Regions from separate parts of the Mus musculus genome. Here regions 2, 3 and 4 are each linked to region 1. A link is a contact called in public Hi-C and HiCAR-type data. All regions are on one chromosome and are shown on one strand. The core of a region is the stretch at or near the end of the contact, and the rest is flanking DNA. Distances in the headings are between cores, read along the strand shown.

The links. Hi-C and Micro-C count contacts between places; a contact is called where the count stands out from the background. HiCAR-type assays count read pairs that join an accessible place to other places.
Region 2: a contact with region 1 is called in a HiCAR-type map of fibro-adipogenic progenitors, with 6 times the contacts expected there. The contact joins two enhancer-like sites. A contact is called at or near these places in 1 of 484 Hi-C or Micro-C datasets (uterus) and 3 of 115 datasets of contacts at active chromatin or transcription factors (VIP interneurons, fibro-adipogenic progenitors and microglia).
Region 3: a contact with region 1 is called in a HiCAR-type map of fibro-adipogenic progenitors, with 6 times the contacts expected there. The contact joins two enhancer-like sites. A contact is called at or near these places in 22 of 39 promoter capture datasets (the 3T3-L1 cell line, 3T3-L1-derived adipocytes, the C10 cell line and 15 more), 1 of 15 datasets of contacts at CTCF or cohesin (the NIH/3T3 cell line), 19 of 484 Hi-C or Micro-C datasets (the AML12 cell line, the BV-2 cell line, the C2C12 cell line and 11 more), 7 of 115 datasets of contacts at active chromatin or transcription factors (cardiomyocytes, craniofacial prominence, embryonic basal ganglia and 4 more) and 4 of 9 other capture datasets (adipose tissue, embryonic tail, liver and 1 more).
Region 4: a contact with region 1 is called in a Hi-C map of uterus. The contact joins two enhancer-like sites. A contact is called at or near these places in 3 of 484 Hi-C or Micro-C datasets (embryonic fibroblasts, nephron progenitors and uterus).

What each region holds. Positions count from the first base shown.
Region 1 is chr10:88,300,086-88,305,699 of GRCm38.p6, forward strand. It overlaps a transcript of Washc3 not described here. Among named protein-coding and RNA genes, the nearest start is that of Gm51779, 34 kb to the right of the region's middle. Within about 2 kb of position 3,241, at least 39 of the 459 cell types and tissues checked have an H3K27ac peak or open chromatin away from gene starts, as enhancers often do. A contact at or near this core is called in fibro-adipogenic progenitors and uterus, where this site is marked.
Region 2 is chr10:87,814,756-87,820,369 of GRCm38.p6, forward strand. No RefSeq gene overlaps it. Among named protein-coding and RNA genes, the nearest start is that of n-TKctt21, 12 kb to the right of the region's middle. Within about 2 kb of position 2,591, at least 20 of the 459 cell types and tissues checked have an H3K27ac peak or open chromatin away from gene starts, as enhancers often do. A contact at or near this core is called in fibro-adipogenic progenitors, where this site is marked.
Region 3 is chr10:87,877,198-87,882,811 of GRCm38.p6, forward strand. All of the region lies in intron 2 of Igf1 (insulin-like growth factor 1), which reads left to right. Among named protein-coding and RNA genes, the nearest start is that of Igf1os, 17 kb to the left of the region's middle. Within about 2 kb of position 2,969, at least 35 of the 459 cell types and tissues checked have an H3K27ac peak or open chromatin away from gene starts, as enhancers often do. A contact at or near this core is called in fibro-adipogenic progenitors, where this site is marked.
Region 4 is chr10:88,043,084-88,048,697 of GRCm38.p6, forward strand. No RefSeq gene overlaps it. Among named protein-coding and RNA genes, the nearest start is that of Gm30233, 44 kb to the right of the region's middle. Within about 2 kb of position 3,243, at least 37 of the 459 cell types and tissues checked have an H3K27ac peak or open chromatin away from gene starts, as enhancers often do. A contact at or near this core is called in uterus, where this site is marked.

The DNA.
Region 1 (5,614 bases), core at 1,991-4,490:
AGAGAAAGAAATAATGCTCTGGTCTCGGCCCAAACCATTCATTAGCACAGCTTGGGTGTGGTTCTCATCTCATGCCATCATCTGAGGAAGTAAAAGTGATGTTTATAGATTTCAAGGCATGTCCCCAACTTCCTTGGCTAGGAGATGAGCTGAAAGATAGGTGCAATATATGGGCTTAGAAAATATTCATCATTCAACTGGGTACCTGGTAAATATGAGCCACCGTGTGAGTGCTGTGAACCAAACCCAGGTCGTCTGCAAGAACAGGGAGTGCTCACACACACACACACACACACACACACACACACCCTCTTGTTATCCTCCCCCTTTCATCAAGAAAAATCCTCTCATTTCTAACTGGCCACAGGCCATGCAGAATAATGTCTGTATTGATCTTTGCTACTGTAATCAATGGGTTCATTGGGAATCAATGGGTGTTGTGTAGGGCTACATGTAGGACTAGACACTAGTAACAAACCAACATATATCTGTCCCTTTCTCTCCTGTCCCTTTTTCACCCTTACTTCTTGGGCTATAAGGATGGTGGATGAGGCTCTATAATCTACTTTCATGTATATATGGGACAGAGCAGGTACCTTGAGTGTGGTAGAACCCCTCGTCCTGAACTGTTCACCTCTATACTCTGTATAAAGAAGAAACAGCCATGCTGGGTTTGACCCTGTCTCAGATAAATGAGATCTTACAGATATAGTGCTCAGGTGTGTGGATTCTGTAGTTAGACTGTCGTAGATTCCACAACTTAGAAGCTCATGGGCTTGGTGACCTTGCCTCACTTCTCCCCTTCTGTAAAGTGGGAGTGCTAAAGACAGCACGATTACCTTCTATGATGACTAGCAATGAGCTAAAGCATAGAATCCTTAAGATATATAAAGCTCAGTATGTAGTGGGTACTCAATACATGTGGACTTTCTTAACAGCATTTATTTAATATATAAAGATATTCCCCAATGGTGCAAGATAAAAGGCTATTCTCCAAAGTCTGATACTTTTTTTAAACTGCTCCAGTAATAGCGATAGTTATAATAGTAATATCCTTTAAAAAATTGAGCTGGAGATATAACTTAGTGCCAGAGCATGTGCTCAGCATGCACAAGGGCTGTACTGGTTGGTCTTTTTGTCAACTTGACATAGGCTAGAAGCATCTGAGGAGAGGGGGGATCTCGGTTAAGAAAGTTCCTCCATCCGATTGGCCAGTGGACAAGCCTTTGGGGCACATCTTTGATGGATGACTGAAATGAATCACTGTGAGAGGTGCTACCTCTGGGCAGGTGTGTCCTAGGTTATATAAGAGTACAGGCTAGACCAGGTGGTGACTCACGAGCCCTCCTAGTACTCCGGAGGCAGAGACAGGTGGATCTCTATGAGTTTGAGACCAGCCCGCTCTACAGAGCTAGTTTCATGACATTCAGGCTATGCAGAGAAACCCTGTCTTGAAACAGACAAACAAACAAACAAAAGATGCAGGCTAAGCAAGTCCTGGGGTGTGGGGGGGAGATATGGCTTCTGCTACAGTTCCTGCCTCCAGGCCCCTTCCTGGGTTTTCTACGCCGAGTTCCCTAGTGTCAGGACACATAAGCTGAAATATACCTTTCCTACCCAAATTGGTTTTGACCAGGCCTTTACACAGCCATAGAAAGCAAACCAGGACAGGGCCATAGGTTTATTCCCTTGTTACCAGTAAATAAATGCAATTTTTTATGTAGCATTTAGTAACTTTACCTGATTAGTTAAGCATTATTATTGTTGCTGCTTTGAAGCCGAGTCCTATTATACAGTTCAGGCTGGCTGGGAACATGCTATGTAGCCCAGAACATGAACTCATAATCCTTCTGCCTCTCAAGCATTAGGCTTACAGGCACATACCACCATGCCTGGAGAGTTAGGTATTATTACTTTTATTTCATGGAGGAGAAAATTGATACTCAGGGAAGTCAAGCCAAGGATTACACAGTTGCTAGGAGACATTGTTGATATTTAAACACAGATCTTTGGCTTCCAAGTCCCCTACATTTGCCACAAGCTTTCATTTGTTCTTCCATGCAAACCACTGCACCATTGGCTGTATCTCCTTACGTCCTGTCATCCGTGTGCGCATTTGTTCTAAAGGACTAGATTTTTCTATTAGGAAAGAGACATAGAAAATGTGCAAGTCTCTACGTAAGAAATGGTGTTTTCTCATTCCTGGCAAAGCCCTGGCAGGATGAGGCCCTTCGTGTGTTTACATAAAATGTTAGTCCTAGAAAATGCTTTAGAAAGCAGACCCAGCTGAGGCTTGGCTGGAGTGTGAGAGGGGAAGAGGAGCCTTTCTCCATCTTGATTGCTGTCTGTCTAGGTCCCCAGGCTTGATTGGGACTGGTATCCAGGCTAAGCCTGAAAGGGGCTCAAACAAGCCTAGCATCTGGGGTGGGGCCCAGCTTGAAGACAGCGCATGTGTTTTGAATTGGCAATTCTTTTAACAGAAGCAATTTGGAACCCAGTCAGGGAAGCTGCTGCTGGGACTGTTACAGCCATTTTCCGTGTCCCCTGAGGGCAGTGCCTCTGAAGGGACTGCAGTTAGATCCTAGGGAGAACTTGACATTCACAAGTGACTTTGAGAACTTTGCTATTAGTGAAGGCTCTGAAGAAAGACGAGGGCATCGCGCACAAGTGTGTGCTGTGTTACCTGCGGTTGGAACCAGAAAGTGAAAATAGGACCCCTTGATATAATAATAGTTCCCAGCAATGACTCCATCATTTGACAACCTAGTCCAAATCTGAGCTTACGGGTTCAGTAACTGGGGCCAAGTTTCTACTCCACTGTGGTTCTCGGTTTCCTCACCCAGAGCGGAGCGACTGAGGTTGAAGTAAAATATACCCCACTTTATGGAAGGTGTTCGGCGGATACTCATTTCATCTTTTTCTTATGAAGCTTTTCCTAGTCTGTGACTCTATGATTCAGCACTTCCTGGAATTCTAAGGCACCAGTAACTTTCCAAGAGTGTAAACTGTCTCCTCTGTCACGTCCAAGTTCTTCCCAGCATCCCTGCGAGAGGAGCGGGGTAGTGACTGGTCAGAGATCCTCAACTGAGCTCGGTGTTCCGCGTCGGCTTCCTCTTCTGCTCCCATTCGGACAAAGATGAAATTGTCCAAACAAGTTGTTTCACAGGGTAGTGGAGCCCTGGTGGGTGTGATGTGATGCTTCACACCCCTCGCTGCTGGTGAAGATTAACATCTGGAATCTCTGGAACACCCAGGACTAGGTCGATTGTAGTACTGGGAGGTTGCACCCTGTTTAAGAACAGGAGTCAGAACCTCGAGCACTGGAAGGGCTGGTACTGAGCAGCCTCACTTGAGAGCCTTGGTCACTTTCTATATACAAAGAAATGATGCTGTTAACTGAATGTTGAAAATCCTCTAAACTCAAAAGTTCTCTGAACCAGCCATGTACAGACTATCTCTGTGGGAACATAGCCTCTGCCTCTGCCTGTGGGCTACCGTCCAATTCCCATTTATACTTTCTTCTGAGGGCAAGCTTTTAAAAGGCTTTTGTGAAGGAGTCTTCCTAAATGGAACCCTTACATTCAGGGAGTATTGGTTGGGAAGACAGGACATACACAGAAAGAAACCAATAGCCTGCTAAGTATTTCCGAAGGACTTGAATGTTAACTCAGTGGTAGAGACTTTGCCTGTATACACAAGACCCTGAGTTAAGTCCCTAGCACCCAAAAGGGGGAAAGTCACTCCATGAGTTAATTGTGTTTAAGTTGGGCTGCCTTCATTAATATGTGCCACATGACAAAGATGATAAAAAGATATGTATGTCCATTTTGCACCAAAGCCCCTTATAGCCTGCCAGATCATTAAAAGCAGCAAAGTTATAGAACATTAAGGGTTTTTTTTAATTTAAACAAATGTATATTCTAAAGACATCTGTCTCTCCCCTGTATGGATAGCAATATGTAGCCCAGGCTAGACTTGAATTCCCCATCTTCCTGCCTTAGCCTTCTGACTGCCAGGTTTAGAGTCGTGCATACCACACCCTGCGCCCTCCTTTTTAATTTATAATAAAAGAATTTATAAAGAAAAAAATAAGGCCTTCCATGGTCAACCACAGCTGGCTCAAAGTGAGCACAAGCCACTGATATGTAGATGAAAAGTCTTGCTTTATGGGATTCCACCCCCCACCTGATCTCTGAGGATAAGGGCAAAAGATTTCTTTTCTGAATTCTGTCCCTTTCTTCCACCACCACCACCACCACCACCACCCATCCAGAAGAAACAGAAATCCAAAAGGGATAGGAGCAAGTTCTCAGTAGCTTTCCATTCAGTTGAGAAAGGATCTGCTCAAGTGCCCCTGGTTGCCACAGCTCCAGCCTGGCCCTTCCTTGCCAAGTCTGGAGTGTGGCAGTCATTATGACAGTCCACTAGCGCCCCCTGTGGTCCATTTCAGGAAACTAGCCATGACCTGTAAATTTGCCGAACCTTTAAACCTTTCTAACAAATCTCAGGATTTCATAATCATAGTTGCAGCTTTGATCCCTGAGGAACAACTGGAAGCCACGTCCCGTGGTTATCTCCTGAGCATACAGGATACTGGAAAGTGCCTCTTCAAAAGCACCCAGCCACATAAAAAAGACAAAGTGTGGAATTAGTTATGAGCATTATTATGTAAGGCAAAGGGGTTGGGAAATGCTGGGTTAAGTAGGATTCAATAAATATTAAATATGAAGGTTCTTTTCTGCTCTTCTTCAGAGCGTCTGACGTGTAGTTTATATCTCTCAAGGGGAAATGATATTTCTCCCATTGCCAGAAGGAAGTGTAAAGAAATTGTCACTCCGGTTTGTAAATGAAGTCCCAGGAAGGTGACAGAGTTCCCTTGGAGGTGGGGGTCATCACTAACACACACACACACACACACACACACACACACACACAGAGGGGGTGAGGAAAAAAGAGGGAGAAGGAGAGGAAGGAGAGGAGGGAGAGAGGGAGAAGAGTGTTCATGCTGCTATAGAACATGGTTGTTTGTAGAACAGAAAATGGCGTTACTTTCAACCAGCTGTGTTGGGGAATCAAGTAGACCCTTTTCATGTTCAGTTTGGTCCACCTCTTCAGGGAGAATTGTTCCCAGTTCTCTGTTCTGAAAACCAAAAAACCTCTTTTGTTGTATGCAATTCTCTGTTCAATAAATACTTATTAAACATCAACTGGATACACAAGCAAAATAACACATGGTCCAAGAAGAGCAAAGATTGGATGGATGAGATCTCTGCTCTGTGCTGGCTGTGTTCGTGGACAAGCTGTTTATCCCCCTTAAGAGGCCAATGGGACTGATGATAGCAGCTCCTTTGATAAAATATGTTGAGGATTTAATCCCACAGTGCTCAAACTGTGGGTCTCAACCCTCTCTTTTTTTATTAGATATTTTCTTCATTTACATTTCAAATGCTATCCTGAAAGTCCCCTGTACCCTCCCCCAGCCCTGTTACCCTACCCACCCACTATTGCTTCCTGGTCCTGGCGTTCCCCTGTACTGGGGCATATGATCTTCGAAAGACCAAGGGCCTCTCCTCCCATTGATGGCCGACTAGGCCATCCTCTGCTACATATGCAA
Region 2 (5,614 bases), core at 1,341-3,840, 490 kb before region 1:
GTGGGCTAGATCTCCAGTTTCTATGTATCCTTGCCAATACACGCTTGTTTCTATTGTTTCTCTGTTTGTTTCAAAAACGGGGATTCTCTTTTGTTTCTTATTTCAGTGGGAAGGACTGTTGGATCACCCTACTTTCCTTTGCTTGGCAGGAACATCTGTCTTAACAATGACAGTCAGCTTGAACAATGACAGTCTATACTCAGTATAGACTCTATCTGAATATGTTATATGTATATATACACATGAAATAGATACATATATGCAAATTCAAATGCTTGAAGACATTGCATACACATTGTTTGGGGGCCATCAATTCTAAACAGTGACCAATTAAAATGTACTGAAAATTTTTAAATTTTATCATTTTATTTTATCCATACTGTTACTTTGTCTCCATGTATGTTTGTGCACCACACACATGTACCCCTATAGGCCAGAAGAGGACACTAGATCTCCTGGAACTGGAGTTACAGACAGTTGTGCACTCTCACATGGGTGCTGGGAATTGGATTTGGGTTTTTTGAAAGAACAGCAGTGCTCTTAACTACTGAGATTTCTCTCTAGCTCCATAGTGAAATGCCAAAGAGCAATCTCCACCCTTTTTTTAAAAAAGAAAAATTTATTGGTTATTTTATTTATTTACATTTCAAATGTTATTCCCCTTCTCAGTTAAACCTCTTGTCCCCTCCCCCATTCTTCCTGCCTCTATGAGGGTGCTCACCCACCCTCCCACCCTCCTTCTTCATCGCCCTGGCATTCCTCTATGCTGGGTCATGGAGCCTCCATAGGACCAAGCGTCCCCCCTCCCATTGATGCCAGACAAGACCATCCTCTGCTACATAGGTGGCTGAAACCATGGGTTCCCCCATGTGTATGTACTCTTTGGTTGGTGGTTTAGTTCCTGGGAGATATGGGGGGTCTGGTTGGTTGGTATTGTTGTTCTTCCTGTGGGGTTGCTAACCTCTTCAGCTCCCACAGACCTTCCCCTAACTGCTCCATTGGGGGGTCTCTGTGCTTAGTCTGATGGTTGGCTGCATGCATCTGCATCTGTATTGGTCAGGCTCTGGCACAGCCTCTCAGGGGATAGCTATACCAGGCTCCTGTCAGCAAGCACTTCTTGGCATCAGCAATAGTTTAGTGTCTGTATATGTGATGGATCCTACCATCTCTCTATCCCATTTACCAAAGCCCCAGTAGAACTAGACTTTCAACAAATTGGAACGCTGTAGAATTAGTTAATGAAATCAGTGGAAACCTGCAGCCAAGCTTCAAAAGTATTAATTCACTGATCGCCACCATTAGGAAGAAGATGACTGAAATGTATTATGGTTTGAATATTTGTGAAGCCCCAAAAATGTATATGTTGAAACCTAGCCTTGAGGCACTGGGGTTATAGGAAGATCTGAGGTCTTTGGGAAGGAATTAGATCCATGAAGGCAGAACCCACACGAACAGGATATGAACGCTTTGACAAATGAGAAGCCTGAAGACCACCATACTTTTTCTATTGTGTTAGGCCACAGTGAGAAGGTGGCACCCAGGAGTTAGGAAGCAGACCCTGCAGACTCTCCCAGGACTAGTCGGCCTGGGAGAGGTGAACATCCATCCTGCAGATCCAGAGGATGCTCTGGTAGAGAGGACAGGCTGGATGTTCTGATGCTTACAACAAGTCTCAGTCCAACCACGGTACCTGCCCTGCTTCCCAACTCCAGTCTGCAAACACAAGGGACTGCTCCGCTCACCTCATATAGATTCTCTTCTCTCCGTTCTTCCTCCTGCCTCTCTCACTGAGCTGCATAGCTTGCCAGGATCATCGATGTGTTCATATCGCAGTTCCCAAGCCAAAACTGCTATCGTGTATTTTCAAAGAGGCAGAGACTGGTTAACACATTAAAACTTGCTGAAGTATGTTGTAATTTTCCCACTAAGGTGAGTCCAGAGCTGAGCTCAGACTGAATTGCCATGAGAATTTTGGTTTCATTTTTGTTGTGTTGAAGAAGAAATGTTTCTTATTACTACTACTACTACTTATTCACTCTACATCCCACCCACTGCTCCTCTCCTATTCACCCTTTCCCACAATCTTTCCCCCATCCCCCTAGCCCCAGCAAAGGTATCCATCATTGGCTGAAAAGTATACATTTTTCAGCATGGAGCATTACTGCTGACAAAAACCCACTTTAGGAAGTAAGATTTCTTCTCTTATTCATAGAATGATTCATGTCACACACACTTCTTTTTTGACTCACACGGTACGTCACAACAGGCTTTGTAAGGCTTATAATTACTGAGGCTATTTTTGTGTCTCTATTCATTGCTTTCCCCCACCCGCCTTCTCTGCATTAATAACCAGTCCATCCCCCCCCCCTCATTATTCAGTACGCAGCAAAATAGAACTGGTGTCAGCCAATCAGCCTCTTGTATGGTGACTCATTTTTAGGCAGAAGCTTAAAAACATTGGTCCTTGTCAACAGAAATTAAGCCTGCTGCTACCCTATTCCTGAGGTAGATCCAGGAAAACTCTGAAATAGAATGGGAACAGATCTCATATCTAATTAGATCCTTTCTATCTCTGAGAATTGTATTCAGTGCAATCATTACTGCCACCTGCTTGACAGTGTGTACAATACTTTGTTTAAGCTTCCCCACTACTGGATCCATTTAACAGACCAAACCACTGAGGCTCAAATTAAAAACCAGGCTCCATGTGATTTGGACTTTGTACAACCATAATTTTTTTTTAAATCTCACTCCATGCATCCTCTCAGTCTATAGTTCTTCCCAGAAGATATGGATTAAAATATTGTGGAGTGCTTTCAAAGAATAATACTGGGTTTCTTACATCAGGGTCATGCAGGAGCTGGCTTGTTAGATACACAGTGGCAGCGTCTTGGGCTGGCCTAGTCAGGTGGCCATTCCCACAGCACCAGAAGATGACTCTGCAGCCCACTGAGCATTGACAGAAAACACCATGGCAAACAGCCTCAAGTAAAAGCTCAGCTGTCCTAGATGAGAAGTGAGCAAGCTAGATCTTGGAGGATCAAATGGGGTATGTCATCTGTTTCCCCAATCCATGGCAACCCCACGTTTAGCCTCACAGCCCATAACTGCCCCTTGAATCGATATCTAGATGATGCCATAAGACAGTTACTGAGCCAAACATCTTACAGGCATGTCTCTGGGGCCTTGAACCTCTCCAGCACCATCAGCAGCTTCGGTCTGGCGCCGGCTGCAGCAGCTGGAAGTTCAGAAGTCAGTGTCTTTGTGAAGCCAGGCACTCTAAATCTAATTCCAGACACAATCTGCTGCCAGCTGCAATGAGCTGCTTCTTCCTCCGGGACCTGTTTCTCCATGAGTTACATCAAGGTCCTCAATAAATGGGCGTATGGCAATAATCAACAGCTGGACAAGAAGTCAGAGGACTTGGGTTCAAATCCTGTCTCAGCCACTGTAGTTGTGCCTAGGTGATTGCAAGTCCCCTAGGTTGGTTTAGCTAACTGGGAAGTAGGGGTGGAAGCATTCACTGTAAAATCATGGGAGAGTCTCACATCTTGTAGGCAGGACAGATTGTAGGTTGGAAGATTTGTGGTTGGGTTGGTATCCCAGTTCCTTCCCAGGAAGTCTTCCTTGGTTACAGGAGATGGCTGGTTCAGGCTCCGTAGTCCCCATTACCAGGAGTCTTAGCTAAGGTCACATTCTTAGAGTCCTGGAAATTTCCACTGAACTAGGTTTCTAGCTCATTCCCAACTTGTCCCCCAACCAGTTCCAGTTGTCTCTCCCGGTATTGTTATTCCCTCCTTCCAGCTTTCCCCATATGAATGTTCCTGTTCCCATCCCCACACATTCCCAGTTTATCCATTATGTCTGTTCTTCTCCTTACCAGGGAGATTCATGTATCTCCCCCTTGAGCCCTCCTTGTTACTTAGCTTCTCTTGCTCTGCAGGTTGTAGCACAGTAATCCTTTACAGCTAATATCTGCTTATATGTGAGTACATCCCATTTTTGTTTCTCTGGGTCTGGGTTACCTCACTCAGAATGATTTTTCCTAGTTCCATCCATTTATCTGCAAATTTTATGATATTATTTAACAGCCAAATAATAGCCCATGGTATAAATGCTTCACATTTTTTAAATAATTTATTTCTTACTCACATTGCATCCTAATTGCAGACTCTCTCCCTCCTCTCCTCCCAGTCTTGCCCTTACAAATCCCTCCCCCATGACCCTCGTCCCTTCTCTGAGGAGAAGGGGAAGCCCACCTTGGATATCACTCCACCCTGGGACATCTAGTCCCAGTAGGGCTAAGCACATTCTCTCCCCACTGAGACCCAACCAGGCAGGCCAGGTAGGGAAGGGGATCCAATGGCAGGGAACAGAGTCAGAGACATTCCTCTCTGCAATTGTTAGCAGAACACATGAAGGCCAAGCTGCATATCTACTATAAATGGGGGGCGGGGGACAGGTCCAGTATTCATTATTTCCAAAGCAGCTCCTGCTAGGTCAACCTATGGCCTCCATGTCACCTTGTCACTACGCTTAAAGAGCAATCTGGTAGTACCCTTCCTCTTGGTCTAAAACACTAAGAATCAAGTCCTTCTTTTAAAGCTCTCCCTAAAAGACCTTAAAGAGGATCACTCCACTTTCCCAACCTGAACCACCCTGAGAAGTAACCCCTAAGATTTGTGGCTTTATATCTCACTGAAGTGTCAGAATCTCTCACAGTTGCTTCTTCCTGTACCCAAAGCTTCAGGTCCAGTACCGTCCCCACAATCAGTATTGACTTTGCCTCATCTACTCTTCATCTCTACTGCACACTCATTGACTGGCTTCATCCAGCTTCAATCATGCTCCATTCTTAATGGGTAGGTTGCTTCCTAATGTTTTAGAATGAATTAGAAACCTTCCTTCATGTGGCCTCCGAGATACTGAGTCATAATTGTGTACTGGGTACAAGTCAACTTATTCCCCAGCGGCACATGTATTGGTAACTCTCATCCATCGAGTACCAGTGTGAGAGGCAGTAAGATCTTAGGAGGTAGGGCATATTGGGAGGGTCTTAGGCAAATCTGAAGCATACCTTCAAAATAGATTGTGAGACTCCAAGACCTCATTGCTTTCTCTCTGGTAATCGGATATTTTCCTCACACACATATGCCTGCCAAGATGTGATATGCCTTGCTGTAGCATAGGCAGGAGGGCACTCACAAGATCTAAGCTAGTGTCCAAAAATAAAATTCCAGGCTTAAGCCAATAAATATTGCTTATCATATCCATTACCTTTATCACTATTTCCACAGACTATCTGACAAAAGCAAATTAGGGGATTAAGAGTTTATTTTGTCTGCCCTTGGAGCATTTGGTTTATCATGGGGAAGTCACACAGGGAAGGAAGAACCCGAGGCCGCTGCTCACACTGCATCCACAGCTAGGAAGAGCTAAGAGGAAACCTGGTCTGCCTTCTCTATCTTCAGCAGTATGCCCTTAACCCATTGGATGGTGCTTCCCACATCCAGGGCGGGTCTCCCCACCCAGCTACCACAACTTGGAAGCTCCTTCACCAATGATTTTTGATGGCGTCTTCTAGGTGATCCTAGATCCTTTATTCAGCTAACAA
Region 3 (5,614 bases), core at 1,719-4,218, 420 kb before region 1:
TGCAAATGATAGTGAGTTCCACTCTCTCAGCTTGGGTGTTGAGAGAGTATTTTTTACGTTTGGGATTACTTCTTTCCTGCTGGCTCTTACCTCCCAGGGTGGAACAGTTATTTGGAGGCAATGTCTTAGATGCTCAATGATGTAGTCACATAGTAGGCTTCCCTTAAGTTAGATTTTTTTTTTGAGGATCCTAAAGTTGTAGGAATGTAAGACTTTGAAAAGTGTTCATGCCCTAAGTCTGGTTGGCATTCTTAGACTTATCATAATAATGCTTTTACATGAGACTGTGGGATTTTATCTTAATACATAAGCTACTGATTGACCAGTAACTATGCAGAAGTGATGTATAAGCTAAAGACAAAGAGGGACTTACTTCTAGCTAGTTCAGAAGCTCTCACTTGCTCCTGGAAACCTTACAGTCGCTAGATAGGTGATGGGTTTCAAGATAAATAACTTTGACCTCACTCTTACCACCACATTAAAAAACAACAACAACAACAAAAAAAAAAAACTAGCAATACTAAAAAATAGAGAAATCTATCCCTTCAGGGATGTGATTGATAAATATAAAAAGTGTTTTATATCCAGAAACAACCTATTGTTCACATTGGGTCAAGTGTGTTTGACTAGCAAATGCTCTTAAAGATGCATGTTAATGTCGCGTGGTGTATGAAGGTAGATCTGAAGGCAGGCTGCTCAAAACACCCTAGGAGCTTATTGGAGAGGCAGGATCAGGGGCTCCTAGCACCCTCAAATAATCTCAAATTTGCATGTTAACTAGATCCCTTGGGGGATTGCATGGGCACTGGGGTCGGAGAAAACTTGTTTTAGAAAATAATGTGTGGCATTCATTCCAGAAGAAAGAATAAAAAGTAGGCACTGCTCAGCTTCTACTGAAGCCGAACGATAATGCTGAGGTCAAGCCTGCTTATAGTTTCTTCCAATGTAGAAGGCGAGGCAGTAGCCTCTATTTTCTCAAGTTAGTGGTTTCTCTACAGAGGAAATACAGAGATGCTCTAAGGATAACCCTGTGGCCTGATTTTCTGTGAACTAGAAATTGGAATTCCCAATTGCTGTAGCTGCAATTTTCAAACCTGTCACCAGGGCCAGGAACTGAGCTCCAAGACCTTAAGATCTTGCCAGTTTCTTTCTCAAGAGTTACAGTTTTCAGAAATAACCCAGCAACAGTGCTGTGTGTATATGTGCGTGCATGTACGCATATGTGTCTACGTATATACGTGCATTTGTACACATATATGTCTGCTTATGTGTGTATATTATATAAAAGTGCATTAAGCAAGAAAATGTGTTTCATTCCTATCACTTTGCCTCCATCTTTATGCCAGCCAGATTCTCAGATTTCTATTAGTCTCTGCTGACTGTTTCCCTCATGGCTCCTGTTTTGGTTTAATAGAAATGATTGGGTATGATAAGAATATATTTCTACCACCCATCAGAAGGCAAAGGATAAACTTTGAAACTGTGTCTCAAAGTAATATCCAAGTTTCCCCAGGGCCATTCTAGAATATGACAAATCCCCTGCTTGAGCATAATAATACAGGACCAGGCACACACACACACACACACACACACACACACACACACTCACACACACAAGACAGCCTCCTGGGGATTTGGTCCTATAGCAGAGCAGATAAAGATGAAAGCAAGCCAGCTTGAACTTCTGTCCCTTAAATGAGGCTAGAAAGAAACAAGAGTGGTTTTAAATCAGATAGTTAGAAGATCTTGGAACTACTCAGAACTAAATAAATCTAGTGAATGTAATAATCAAATTTGCCACTGGAACAATGCTATTAAGATTAACTAAGGTGTTCTACCTTGGAAATAGGTAATGGTGATCTCTTTTCTCTGTTTTTCAGGGGAAAAGAATAGACAATACAACTTCCACGTTTTCTTATATGCACTTTTCTTAAGCTCTTTGAAACTTCTTAAAGATACTTGGTCTAGAATCTTGGTGTTGTTCTTAGACCAAATTGTTACATTTGATCTGTTTAGAACCAGGTGACAACTATTTGCATACAATCACATCACTGACTCAATATTGACAAAATAATATCTACAGCCTTATCTGGAACAAGCAGTTCACAATGAATCTGAATCTCCTTAGTCCTGCTTTTAAAGGGTCCAGTTAGATACGGAGTCAAGTATATTGTTTGTCTTCACGGTTGCTAGCACTCTTCTCTCATTAACCTTTACCTGGCTCTTTGATAAAAACACATAGAAGTTAAATCACAGCAACCACCAGTTTCACTGTAGACTCAGCCACTGAGTATCTGCTTTGTGGTGAACGGAGTCCATGGGAAAATGAAGCCTGCCTTGACAGAAGATTTACTCTTGTGCCACAAGGACTCCTTAAATATCAATCTTACAACCCAAATCATAAGGGTATATTTCCTGCATTCTCTGATTCCGTCTCTTGATTTCACCATTTACAGAATGTGCTCTGCTTGGCCCTGGCCTGATAACAAGAGGTTAAAAAGTAAGCACAACCACTACACTCATGGAGTTGGTGAGCAGATCTCACAAGATTCCAGTCGCCACTCAAAACCCATCCAACTGTAACCCACATACATGAATTGTTATATGTGTGTGTGTGTGTGTGTGTGTGTGTGTTTATAAACATCAAAATATCCTAAATGAAAGCAAAAGGTAACACAGTCTCTTGGAAAATAGGCTGGCATACTATGGCGGGATCTGCTTTGAAGCCCAAGTGGCATCCCTTGTCTGCAGCTTTCAGAATATGCACTGTGAGCCCAGCACACACCATAGTGACCTTGAAGGGTTGCTTCATTCATTTATATAGTCATCTGCTGTTAGCACCAGCCCACACTGTTTCTGCTGAAGATATGCACAATCCCTTTGGATGCAAAATATCCACTTTTCTCTCATTCAATCCATCATGCATTTATTGGCTCTGTAAGATCACCCACTCACTCGGCTAACTTCCGCTGACTCATAGGAATACCACACAGACTTTATCTTTTGCACAACTTCATAGCTCTCCCCAGACATACCAAAGGTACACGTCATCAAGAATTTGTAAGCTATCAGGCTCTCTTTATTGAAAGAAGAACCCAAGTCTGAAATCCCAAACATTTAATAAACTTAGAGATCATCAAAGGGATGCTCCTTCAACAGCAAGTGAAGAATTTGGCTACAGGCCTTGTCAAGCAGAAAAGGCCAGGTTTGTAGCCAACTTAATGAATCATTTATGCAATCATCCAGTATGTTTAAGACAGTGTGGACCATCAAACTCAACTTTTTTAGACAAAGCAAGCTGTAGCATTATAGTTTGTTTTGCACCAAGATCGAGAACAGCTGTTACCAATTCACTGGAAGATTCCACATGTGTCCCTCCATCCAGTCCCATCACCATTCTGAGCCTCCTCATCACTCAGCAAAACTATTGCAACAGCTTCCTCGATACTCGCTCTGTGTCCAATCTTGCCTGACTCCAGCCATCCCACCCAGGAGATTCATCTTTATAAACACAGTTCTAATCGCTTTATTCCTTTCCTAAACAACTTTCCAGTGACCATGCATGGCTAAATAAATTGAGCCCAAATTCTCTAATTTGACAGCAAGGCATGTTAAAAGAGGGCCACTGCCAGACTTTGTCCAGTTGCATTTCTTAATGTTTCCCTACAGCAGAACCCACAAACCAACAGCCTGTATCTTGTATCTAGTCTTCATAAGTATTTTTCTTGGAAAAGACTGTGTTGGTTTTTTTTAATCTGAATTATCTGCCAATATCTTATTTATTTATTTATTTATTTACAACCCAAATGTTGCCTCCCCCGAACCCCCACTGATTTCCCCTCAAAGAATTCCTCTCCTCATCCCATCTCCCCTTAGCCTCTAAGACCTGGGATAGGTCTAAGAGGGTAGCTCCCCCTGCTTACCACCCCACACTGGTGCATGAAGTCTCTACAGGATTAGGCACATCTTCTCCCACTGAGTCCAAACAAGGCAGCACTCTGCTACATATGTGCCAGGGGCCTTGAACCAGCCCATGTATGCTCTTTGGTTGGTGGCTCAGTCCCTGAGAGCTCCCAGGGGTCCAAGTTAGTTGACACTGTTGGTCTTCCTGTAGGATTGTCATTTTTTGAGGGCCTTCAATCTTTCCCCCTAACTCTTCCACAGGGGTCCCCGACCTCCATCCAAAGTTTGTCTGTGGGTATCTGCATCTGTCTCAGTTGGCTGATGGGTAGCGCCTCTCAGAGGGCTACTATACTAGGCCCCTGTCTTCAAGTGTAACATAGCATCATTGATAGTGTGATGAATTGTTACCTGTTCCTGAAATAGGTCTTAAAATGGGCTAGTCAGCCATTCCTTCAGTCTCTGCTCCATCTTTGTCCTTGCATTGCTTTTAGACAGGACCAATTTTTGGCCAATATTCATTGAAGGACAACTCTCTTCATCTTGATACGTCTTTTCCTTTCTGCCTCACCTAAACTTCCATTGTTCTCAACTATCTTACTCTGGCCCATTTCACCTCTTAATATGACTTGCTTCAGTCCAAAAGTCCCTGAATCAGTTGGCTTATTGGGTCTACAAATGTCCGCAACATCTTCCAACATCCAACCTACATGATTTATTACCAGGTTTTGTTCATGGGTTTGTTCTCTCAGATGTAACTGACTTTGTAAAGTCTTCTAGCAGATGTCAACTTTCTTCTGAAACAAGAAAGCATTAATATTACTCTAGATGCTTTTATAATGTGTTCTATTTCATGTTGTTGGGTTTGGAGGTTTTGGAGGGTGGGGGTTGTTTTGTTTTGTTTTGGTGAGTGTTCCTGCTTTCTACTATCTGCTTAGAAATAAGCTTGTCAAAGGTAAGAGCGGGCCACATTTAATTAATTTCTGTAAGATTTCCCTAGCTCCCTGTACACAGTATGCTAATGTTGCATGGAATTCATTACGTTGCCCATTTTTCTTTGGACCCCACAGGCTGAGAGTAGTTGTGCATTCCCATGGGAATGCAGTAACTCATTTCAAATGCAGTCATGGCTGGGTTGGATGCTCCCTCTGGACTTTTAGGCATTTTCAAGGAGAAAGTGAGGAGTGATGTATCAAAAGAAAACTGCAGAGGGAATTTAGGTAAATAGAACATGAACCTTTCTGTTGGAAGCTTGCTATGATCTCCAGATTAAAACACTATGGCATGTCTCACAAGGAGCAACTCGTTTAGAAATATAGGAGCCGGTCTATCTCCAGGGCCCCAACTGAAAGCTGAGCATTGGCCCAATGCTAGGTAAACCACAAATATCACAAGAAAAATGAAACACTAAAGTTCTGTCTCCTAGATCCAAAAATACCTATTTCTACAGTTTTGGAGTGCCTATAAAACAGATTCTCATCCCTGAGGACCTGGAAAGATGGGTTATTCACCATCAAGATTATAGAGTCAATTTTATGTTACAGAAATGGATTCAACATAATGATTTTTGATTTGAATGGTCAACTGTAAAATGCTATAGAAAAAGCAGAAAGTCCCTATTGTAAATGTAATTAAAGTCTGAGATATTTCATGAACTACTATTTATTTACTATAGAGTTAGTGTCAACAAGAAAGCTGAATGAATAAAGCCAAA
Region 4 (5,614 bases), core at 1,993-4,492, 260 kb before region 1:
GTGCAAGCTAAAAGACAACCACACACCTTTCAGATGCCAAGAAAAAAAAAATCTTTCAATCTAAGATTCTGGAGCCAGGAAAATTAACATTCAGGTTTGAGGGTGAGTTTGATATATTTTACTCAAACCCATACAAATTTTGAGACTTTCTTGTGGGAGATCTGTATTCAGTGGATATTTGTGCTTTTCAGCAGAAAAAAAAAGCTGCATAAGAACTTGTATCTAAAAAAGCATCATGAACAGCATATATATTTGCATATATATATATACATATATATGCATATATGTAATTCTCCCTTTAAATTTTTCTTCAAATCCTTTATTCTGTGTGTTTAACTTGGAGCAAAGCAGAAACCAGGAAACTAGAAAGGGGCCTTTGGGACTGTGCTAAGAGAAGGGATGGTATATCATAGATTAAAGTAGTGAGATGAAATTCTGGAGGCAGGAAGTTTTAAACAGGAAGGGGATTATAGGGAAATCAGGGTCAACGGAGAAGACTAAATGGAAGGGAGGAAGTAGGAAAAGCCACATGCAAGCCTGCTATCTTACAAGCCAACTTTAAAAAAATGAGTTAAGATAGTAAAACTTGTGAGGTGAAAGAAGAGGGGGAGATACTGAGGGCTAAAGGGTTAATTAATCCAGAATGGGTAAGGAGGAATAAATGGGGGCATTGATCAAAACCAAGGATCTATGAAAACACCTTGTAGAAACCCACTGATTAGTAAGCTAATTTCAAAATACACCTTCAAAAATATAGTTTGAATGGAATTACCCTGCATAGGTGGAAAAAAACCTACTTTCAGAAGATGTGGGTTATTAAACGAAGATCAAAATACAAGGCATGGGATTGAGCTTTGTTCAAGGAGTCCCTACAGATCTCCAGAACAGCACAGGCCGTTGCATTACCCTTGTTTGCATACCATAACCACATCATAAAAATGCTATTGTTGAAGATATTAATATGTTAGCTGCATAACCTGGAGGACTGACTCTCCACCAGCAAAGAAATCTCCTCTCTGTTGGCTAGCTTTCATAATGCCAAAAGGTGTGATTTAAGCCAATGGGGAGATCTTAGTCAAACACTCAATTTGGGACATCATAGGCCCTAGGATAGAAGGTGCTATCATTTTGCTTATGACCATGTTGGCAAATGGCCTTCTCAATACTTATGGTTATGCCCATAGATAGAGAATGCTCTCAATTTTGGCCAGAGAGGAAGCAAACAGCAGTCTATGGAGAGATATGTAACTGGACAAAGTGCTGAAATAAGAACTTGAGTGTTCAGCCCTAAATGGACACAGCTGTGTATATTAACCCACCACCACCAACGCTCAGTTCACCACTATCATGGATAAGGAGTCGGAGAGAATGTGAGAACCAAAGGATGGGAGGAGTTCTATACAGTGCTATCTCCTATACATGACACCCTAAACGTTCCTCACAACACTAGTCTCAGGAGAAACTGGATTGCACTAGCATTGGGAAGTAGAAGGAAGCTTTAAATATTTATGTAGGACTGTGCCAGAAACTTTTTGGCAGTCCAGCTGTTAAGTTATCATTGCTCCTACAGCGTCTTTCTCCTAGACTCCTCAACACTAACTGTGAAGCCCACAAAGTACTGTACGCCCACTCTCTCCTCGCAGTAAATGGCACTAAGTATTTATTAAGATGATTGTAATCGTCCAGCAGAAACAGCCTCACCGAATCTTGTCATCTGGTTTGGAACTCTGTCATAACCTATCACAGATAAGGTCCTTGTGTCAACGGCAATGTACTCATGGGCTCAGAAAAGAGGACACTTCTGTTCCTTCTGATCGTGTACACAGTCTGTTGTTTGCTGAGCTGGAAATGAACACTTTGATTCTGGGTCCTCTGCCTTGCTCCTCTCCTCTATCCAACCAAGAACTCTTTTTTCTCAAGATCTTGAGGTAAATATTTCCAGATGTTAAAAAAAAAAAAAAAAAAAAGGAAAGGAGAAAAAAAAAAAAAAAAAAACCTCCCAATTTCCTGGCCCTGGCTTCAGATTAAAAGCATCAGCAGTTCAAGTGAACTACCATTATACAGTGCATAGAAAAGGGAATGAAGGTATTGGAGTTAAGCTAAAAATCTACACAAAGTGGGCCAAAGCTGGAAGTCCAGCTCAAAGCTCTTAACTGTCACCAACTCTGCAGGTGGCCTTGTTCACATCTGCTTCTATGGCAGAAGCCTAGATTATAAATTCCCCAACTGTACCCTAGTTCTGCGACAGCTATGAGGATATTTCAAACATACTGCTTCAGCATCTATGTGTTTACTGGCACATCTTTACACAGCTGCCACTCCCCACGTTTGTACATATATGGATTGAAGCCTTCAGTTTGAGTCTTCAGATGGCCACAGTTCTCCCCAAGACTTCTACAAGTTTGTAAGACGAGCTTTTGTGCTAACCTCATCTCATGATACATACCAATCCTGAAATAAAATGCAGCCTCCTTAATTCCTATAAGAAAAAAAAAAAGTTTATCACACAGAGTATATGCTGAAGAGATGAGAGTCACAGACCAAGCTTCTTAAAACTCCGGGATCTGGAGAGATGGCTCACTGGTTAAGCACATTTTTATTATTCTTTTACGCTGAATTTGGGGCTATATCTTTTATATTCTGAACCAGCATATCTTAAACAAGCTACCCCCCAAAATTTTAGGGCCACTGATTCACTGCCTTCGATATATAGCTTGAAGACTTAGGAGAAAAACACAGAACAGTACATTGATGTTCCAATGTAACTTAAATTTAAGCTCTATAAATGATAGGCAGCCTGGATTCAGCCAGCTCCTGAGAAACAGCTTGAACAACTTTGACACAGGACCAAGTCAATGCTGGTGTCACTTTGGTACAAAGAATACTAGACCAGGAGTCCAAGCTCATTGTGTGACCTGGGAACGCTACTTAACATCAGGACCTCAGGTTCCTGGGGGGGGAAATTCTACTTTTCCTGATTAACTCCAAGGACTTCGTGAAGGATACAATGAGCTCATGTATGTGAAAACACTTGTGGGAGGAGGGGAAGATAAATAGCTCTCTGCAAGGGATAGGTATTATTTCAAAGTCCTGCTTGGACCTGGGAAATATCAATCTTCTGTTACCAGCATGCTAGGGAGGCAGCCTGTGGAGTTTTTCAAGAAGCCCAGAGGATCCAAGTTAGGCAGCTCATTGCTCAGGCCGAATAGGCAGGCAGAGAGGGAAATTCTTGATTCAGGGGAGCATCTGCTTGTGATTAAGGCCCAGAGGCGTGAGCCTGAACTGGAGGCCATGCTTCAGACGGCTTCATAGCAACGGTCCCAAGTTGTAAAACAGATCCCGTCCTTTTAAAGTGGATATGAAAGGCAAACATGAACGTGTTCTCCTGCAGCTACAAGAAACAAAATAACACTTGTTTAACATACCATACAATACACACACACACACACACACACACACACACACGGAAACATCAGGCAGAGACTAATGTGAGAGAAAAGTCCCTACACAATAACCTCCACACCATGCACCGAAGAGCTCGCCTGTACTCTGTTCATTGCAAAATATATTTGCAGAGTGCCTCCCCCGGCGCCCCCTCTTAGCACATTCTTCCTTTCAAGTTCAAGTTTGGTTGATTTGTGTGCCTGACAAAAATACATTAAAAATTTTAAAAAAAAAGGACAAAACAACAACAACATTTTTATCCAAAATTTACTATGAGCTTGATCTGGCTATAGTCAAAGGAAATGTATTCATGATAACTCCGAAGAGATGTTAGGCTTGGATGAAGACGAAAGCTCTCTGCCAGGTGGAAGAAGAGCAACCGTAAGGTATCCAAGTGGGTCAGGTGAGCGAGATGTTCCGAGATGGAATAGGAAGAGGAGACAGCAGATCTGAAGGCTCCCATTAGGGCCATTTCATGGGCACGTGCAGGTTGTAATGGACCGGAGGAGCGCAACTTGTACTCAAAGTAAAAGCCTTAGGGAGGATCGGTTTTAAAAATATGAAAGAAGGCCAGACTAGATGTCTAAGGTAGGTCAGACCCTACTAAGCAAGCTATAAATTTTATCTGAAGGTATATGAGAAAAAAAAACAAAACAAAACATGATGTTCTGCACCAGAAGAAAATCCTGGGGTTTATGGGGAACATTCGGAAAGATAGCCAGAGTCTGCTCTGTGAACAGCCTGTCTGGGCTAAGCTCCATCCTTCCAGAAGCACTTGAGGCAAACGTAGGGAGACCTGTGACTGTGGCCAACACAATGGAGTGAAAGACTGAAGTAGAGGCAAGGGTTTCTGTATGACCGAGAGGCTTCCATCCAAGAGCGCTGCTTTAGGCAGCAGAGCACCAGGCCTGTGAAACCAGCCTCTAGCCAAAGGAAACGCTGCAGGCATTGCTGTGTGGTTAGGAAGAGCTGTTACCATCCATTAGAAAATGGATGCTCGCCTTGTAAAGTAAATCACCACACGCCGTTCCATCTACCTTACAGAAACCACTTCTCTGAGGCACCCAATAGACTAAGAATATTAAAACGTGATGCGGAACTTAGGACCTAAGTTTTAGTTTGTCAGCTCCATGCTATGGTGGGATTTTAGATGGGACATTTATCTTATGGAAACCTCCAAGGTAGAAATGGGGAGGAGGGCAGATGACCTTCAGGGTCTCTTCCCGCTGTAACAGGGTATGACTCCAGTTAGCATATAAAATAATTGAAGAGGTCTGGAAAGCTATATACATCAAAACATTACAAGAGGATACCTCTAGGGAGTAGGATTCGGTCTGGGGTAGACTCAGTTGGAAAGAAAACAGCCAGAGAACATTTCCAGAAGGGAAAAATTCAGAGGCAGAAGGGATTTTTTTAAACGAACCATTAAACCAGGAAATGGTCCAGTAAGATATAAAATAATAAAGTGTAGAAGTTCAGATATCAAAAGACTGCTAGAAGTTGGAACTGAGCATATAAGCAGAAAGAATGAAGGGTCTTGGAAGAGCCAGAAGTAGGATGGTTTTTCCTTCCTTGTGCTGGCTGGTGCCTGTTTGGGAAGCCCAGAGTAGAGCCATCAGAAGATGTTCAATTCCATTTAAGTCCTTATCCTCCACGGAGCAAGCCTCCTCATCCAGGTCCTAAGGAGTGGAAGTGCAACCATCTGAGGACCCATTCTTAGGCTCCCGGTGTAGCACATAATCTGGTTTTCTGGTCCTATGTGATGGAAGGCAGAGCTCATCTGCCCTGCACTCATTGCTACCATTTCCCAGATTTCAACGTCATCAGTGATATGTTGTTTTGTCACGGCTCTTCTCTGTCATTGCCAGCTTCCAGGACTGCAGACTTGTCATCCAATTTTTTTTTAAGGGAAGGGGGGGGGGTCATTTGCTCAGTTGGCAAAGTGCTTACTTACTTTGCAAGGAGGAGGACCAAGATTCAGTCCCCAAAACCCATGTTTTAAGATGAAATAAAGATCAGAAATCAGAGCACATTGGTCATACACCCAGCACTAGAGAACCTGAGATAGACCGATCCATTGGGCTTGCTGGTCAGCCAGTTTAGCATAAGCAGGGAGTTCCAGGACAAGGGAGGACCCTATTTCCGAAACCAGGGTGGATGGCTCCTCTGT